Linked DNA regions of Oryctolagus cuniculus: region 1 is linked to region 2. The links are chromatin contacts, called in public Hi-C maps. All regions are on one chromosome and are shown on one strand. Each heading gives the region's core, a stretch centred on a gene start, on an enhancer-like site or on the middle of the called end of the contact. The rest is flanking DNA. Distances are from core to core; before and after follow the strand shown. Region 1 holds the start of SH3PXD2B (SH3 and PX domains 2B). Region 2 overlaps SH3PXD2B (SH3 and PX domains 2B).

Region 1 (2,700 bases), core at 184-2,683, 76 kb after region 2:
AAGGGGGAAAAAAAAAAGACCATTTAGCCAGGCTCTGGAGTCCAGGGGAACTTCTTTCTATTTAGAGAAACCACAGGTCCAGGAAACAGTTTCCCACTGCCTGCCCAGCCCGGCCAGGGGCTGCCCCAGCACTCCCCGCCTTGTGGATTTGCAATTTCACAGGCTGTTCACGCCAGGTGTGGGAATGGGCTTTATGGGAAGGAGCTTTTTAAGCAAGGCAGGCCCCAAGGAGGCCAGGGAGCTGCACCGGGCCAGACCACGCCCTTTGCTAGTCATTGTTCTACACTTCTTTGTTAGGATTTTTTCCCTCCTTCTTGCTCTTTTTCCCTTCCTGGTCAACTTCTGCTCTGTCACCCCTCCATCCCCTTCACCACCAGAGACACGGCAGCCCCTGCCCTCCAGGGGGAGCCCCTCCCCCAGGGCCACCACTCCACATCCTCATTAGCTGTCCAGGCAGATCCCCCAAAAGGGGGCTGTCTTAGCACCACCTGCACCCGCGGTCGTGGCCCCCAGGCTGCCCCCCGACACCACTTTTCCACGCAGGTCACTGTCCGCCCCAGGCTTGGAAAGCCCATGCAGCTGTGTGTTCCAGGAGCTGCAGCCCCTTGGGAGCCTCAACCTTACCCATCTGCAAAACGAGACTACTGACCCATTTTCTCAAGTCCTTCAACCTGAGCTGGGGTCCACAGAGGGAGACAGCAGGAGAAAAACTTTGGTACATTTTTAAACACAAGTTATTGGGGGAGAGGGACTGTTCTTTAACCCTTTAAGGTGCAGCCACTCAAATAATCCATTTTCCGGGATCTCCCCAAAGGACGGAGCCAAACTTGGCGGTCCCCAGGGAGGCTACCTGTGGCCGGACATTGCGGGCCTGAGCCGTCTGGTCGGCAGGGGACGACGGGGGCGGCCGGGGACCACGCGCCTCTCCCTCTGCCTTTGCGCCCCTCAGTCTTGCACCGGCTGGGCAGGACGAGAGTGCGGGGACAGCCGAGGACGGAAGGGGAAGAGGAGGGGGCGAGGGGGGAAGGGATGGAGCGGAGAACCGGGTGAGGGAGAGGAGGGGGAGGGGAGGGAGGGGGAGGAGGCGGGAGACCCGGGCCGCGCCGCCGCGGCAGGGCCGGGCCGGGCCGTGCAGGAGCGCGAAGCGCCGGAGGCAGAAGTTTTCCGAGGCCGGGGCCCAGGCCGGGGCCGCGGGGCGCGCGCGGGGGCGTGGGACGCGCGGCACTCACATAATGCTTGTTGGGCACCCGCCGCTTCTGCACGTCCAGCACCTTCACCTCCACGATGCTGCGGCGCGGCGGCATGGCCGCTCCTGCGCGGGGCCGGGCTGGGGGCGCGGGGAGCGGACCAGAGCCGGGGCAGAGCGATCCGGAGCCCGGGCCGAGCACGAGCAGCCGCCGCCGCCGCCGCCCTTCGCTCCGCGCGCCCTCCGGCCGGGCCCACTCCACCGCCCGCCCCGGCCCGCCCCCGGCCCGCCCCCCGCGCTGCCGGCCCGCCCCCCTTAAAGGGCCCGGCGCGCGGCCCCCGCCGGCCACGTCCGGCCCCCGCCGCGCCTTTGTCCGGGCGCTGAGCGCCGCCCGGGAGGCAACCGGTTCGCGCGGGCCGGCCACGCGGTGACTGACGCGCCGGAGCCTTCCCGCACCCACTTGCTGGGGAGATGGGGCAGCCGAGGGCCGGGGCTCATGGCCAGACTCTGCTGCCCAGCCTCTGTGATCTTGGGGAGGTTGTTCACCTCCCCCGGCTTGGCCTCATCTGTAAAATGGGCTCGCGTTACTGCCTGCCAACCGGGGCTGTCCTCCAGTGGAACGCATGCATGCCCGCCGCAGCCAGCATAAATGCCTGCCCACCGGGCCTGGGGATTCAAGGGGGAGCCGGGAGCCAGCGTCCAGGCCTCCCGGGTTTCCAGTCTGGGAGCTGGGGGGAGAGAGAGAGAGACAAACTGCAACCACCGTGTGCTATAGGATTGTACTGAGAGCTGTGGCGCAGGCCTCCGTGTTCTCGGTGGCGGAGCCCCTCCCGGCGCCAGGCGCAGGCATACGCTTTGGGGAGAGCCTTGCCTTGAGTTCCCCTGGAGAGCTCTGGGAGAGGTGACTGAACCCATTCTACAGAGCACGTCACTGTGTGCGGCCACCGCAGAGCCGGTAGACCGGGCGCGGCCCCCGGCTCTAGCCAGTTAGCAGGAGTTGAGGCCGCCTGGCTGGGGCTGTCCCCCCCCCCCCCCCCCCCCCCAGTTCTTCATCCAGCGCAGGCTGAGGCACTTTGGGGAGAGGTTGGCTGAAGGAGTGAATGAATGAATGAACCTGAATCCCGCATGCAGGCAGGAGAGGAGGTTACAGCCTTTGGCTGGGGCTCTAGCCAGTGTCCCACAGTGCTCCCCTCTGGGCCTGGCCGAACCTGGAGCTCCTGACAGCGCTGAGATCAAGACTGACCTTTGCCGCCGGCGCCGCGGCTCACTAGGCTAATCCTCCGCCTAGCGGCGCCGGCACACCGGGTTCTAGTCCCGGTCGGGGCGCCAGATTCTGTCCCGGTTGCCTCTCTTCCAGGCCAGCCCTCTGCTGTGGCCAGGGAGTGCAGTGGAGGATGGCCCAGGTGCTTGGGCCCTGCACCCCATGGGAGACCAGGAAAAGCACCTGGCTCCTGGCTCCTGCCATCGGATCAGCGCGGTGCGCCGGCCGCAGCGCACCGGCCGCGGCGGCCATT
Region 2 (2,700 bases), core at 114-2,613:
CAGATGTGACTTTGGAAAAGCCGCAGGGTGAGTGCATCGAGAGAGCAGCTTGCCACATGTGATCACAGGGCTCTGGGTTTCTGAACATCTTGACTTCAAATATCCCTTCTTATTGTTTTCATAAATCACTGATAAATGCAGGAAATTCCACCCTTCTGCGCCCAAATACATCTGGTAGTGGAGTGGTGTGTGACTGCTGGCTCACCGGCCTGCCCTGGGGAGCACCCACAGCTGACAGCTACCATTGAACTTCTGCCCTCTACTGGCAACCACAGGGACTCCTTGATGAGAGTAGCAGAGGCTTCAGTCAAGCAGGGACCCAGTTAAGCCGGGTTACTTTGTTCAGAAGTTCACCTGCTGGGGCCGCTGGGGCACAGCAGGTGAAGACGCTATTTTAACGGTTTGAGTCCCAGCTGCCCTGCTTTCAATCCAGCTCCCTGCTAATGTGCCCGGGAGGGGAATGGAGGATGATCCAAGTACTTGGGCTCCTGCTACCCACACGGGAGACCTGGATGGAGTTCTGGGCTCCAGGCCCAGGCCCAGTTGTTGCAGCCATTTGGGGAGTGAACAAGTGGGTAGATCTCATTGGTATATCTCATTCTCTCTCTGTCTCTCGCTCCCTCTCTGCTACTCTGCCTTTCAAATAAATAAAACAAATCTTTTTTTCCCTTAAGTTCCACTGCTGCCAGCCTGTTTTAACACCTGATAGCAGCACTAGTGTACCACATTACAATTTTTAGGACCTCTGACAAATGCACTGCTCTGTTCGTTTCTGCACCGACTCTCCTGATTGCAAACGGCATGTGGCAAAACTAGGAACGGAGTCAGAATCAGGGAATCATGGGACTTGCCATGAGCATGACAGGAAGCCAGGAGATGAGCATTTAGACTCTGGGCTGGCAAGCGCACATCCTAGCCTAGTACAGGGCCTGGGCTGGCACCTCCTCTATACCTTGGGGAAGATACCCACGAGGACAGGATCAGCTCATTCAAATGTGTCCCCATGACTTGAGGGAAGGGGGAACCATCTGGAAGGCCCGAGTGTGACATTCCCTCTGCCTGCAAGGCAGGACTCTGTGTGAGAACACGCATTTCCACTGGGGTGTCCAACAACAAACCAAGCACACTAATTATTTTCTCTGTTACTGTCACACACAAGATCTGGGGCTTAGCCTGTGGTTCTCTGCCATGAAGTGGTTCAGAGAAGAGTGCATGGAGCTACTTTTTTAGCCTTTCTTCTTGAGCAAGCCTTTTGCATGTGACTTGGTTCACTTTACAAAAACGCAGGAAAAAGAACCCCAGTCATTTGATCCACCAGGAATCTCAAACTGGGCTTCAGACCATTTAGGTGCCAAGTGAAGACACCTACTGGTGAGACGTGATATTGCAGCCAAGCTCTACTAGTGCCTCACCATTATCACAGTAATCCCAAAGCTGAGGCATGTAGCTAAATTCTAGCAGCTGCCAAGTGTGAGATCAAAGGATTCCGAGGCAAGGACTGTCACTCTTGTGGCCTAGCCGACGATATGAGAGAAGGAAGAGTCCAGGAGGAAGAAGCTGGCTTGACAGTAAAAGGGAGATTTTTATCATTAAGTCCTGTCACCTGGGACAGTGCCTAACCCACTGCAGAGGCTTTCAATCCGGGTGTTTTCTTCCTTCAGTGGTTAAAGTGGACCTCCCTTCCGGAAACCCACTTTATGCCAGGCTTGCTCAGAGAATCAGCAAACAAGACTGCTTCCACCAGTAAAGGAAGAAAAGTTTCCCTGAAAGAATGAGACGATTTGTTGCACTGTGACAAGAGGGTTTTGCCTGTTCCTTTGTTTCCTGCAGGATAAGCAGAACTTGAGGCCATGTTAGCCAGAGTCCGCAGGGACAGCCAGGGGGTTGTGAGAGGGAAGTGGCAGAGACAGATCCGCCTTCTTCCACCGACAGTTCTGGCACAGGAATGTGGGCCGTTCGTCAGAAAAACATTAAATTCCTTTAAAATTAAATCAAGAAGGCTGGCTCTAAAATAAAGGAAGCGTTCGAAGGTCAGTTAGGGAACAAGGCTAATCCCAGCATGGGTTCTCTGAATGAGGAGGGGTGCCGTGTGCCACGTGGCTGAACTATGAATACACCGTCCACTGCCCCTGCAGGTGCATGATGGGCGTGGTCACCGCAAATGAGAGCTTCCTGTCTTTCCAGACCAGTCTCTGCATCAGGCTCGGCAGACAGCACACCTGGTTTTCACAACCCCCCAGAGCCGTCGCCTTCCTCCCACCCGCTGCTTCCAGGGAAAGTGGCTGCATGTTCAAAACCAGAAACTCTGTGACCGGCCTGAGAGTGGCAGCTCCTCGCTGTCTTTTCAAAGAAACATATAGCCGGCGCTGCGGCTCACTAGGCTAATCCTCCGCCTTGCAGCGCCGGCACACCGGGTTCTAGTCCCGGTCGGGGCACCAGATTCTGTCCCGGTTGCCCCTCTTCCAGGCCAGCTCTCTGCTGTGGCCAGGGAGTGCAGTGGAGGATGGCCCAAGTGCTTGGGCCCTGCACTCCATGGGAGACCAGGATAAGTACCTGGCTCCTGCCATCGGATCAGCACGGTGCACCGGCCGCAGTGCGCCGGTTGCAGTGGCCATTGGAGGGTGAACCAATGGCAAAGGAAGACCTTTCTCTCTGTCTCTCTCTCTCACTGTCCACTCTGCCTGTCAAAAAAGAAAAAAA

What was found. Hi-C and Micro-C count contacts between places; a contact is called where the count stands out from the background.
Region 1: a Hi-C map of an unstated tissue shows a contact between it and region 2, with 3 times the contacts expected there. The contact joins the promoter of SH3PXD2B here to the enhancer-like site in region 2. A contact is called at or near these places in 2 of 6 Hi-C or Micro-C datasets (ear pinna and an unstated tissue).

Annotation. Positions count from the first base shown.
Region 1 is chr6:59,053,942-59,056,641 of mOryCun1.1, forward strand. It overlaps SH3PXD2B (SH3 and PX domains 2B), which reads right to left and starts at 1,434. Exons shown (of 13, transcript XM_051843617.2): 1 at 1,230-1,434. The coding sequence starts at 1,304.
Region 2 is chr6:58,978,343-58,981,042 of mOryCun1.1, forward strand. The region is part of intron 6 of SH3PXD2B (SH3 and PX domains 2B); the gene reads right to left. Among named protein-coding and RNA genes, the nearest start is that of UBTD2, 64 kb to the left of the region's middle. Within about 2 kb of position 1,364, at least 1 of the 8 cell types and tissues checked has an H3K27ac peak or open chromatin away from gene starts, as enhancers often do. A contact at or near this core is called in ear pinna, where this site is marked.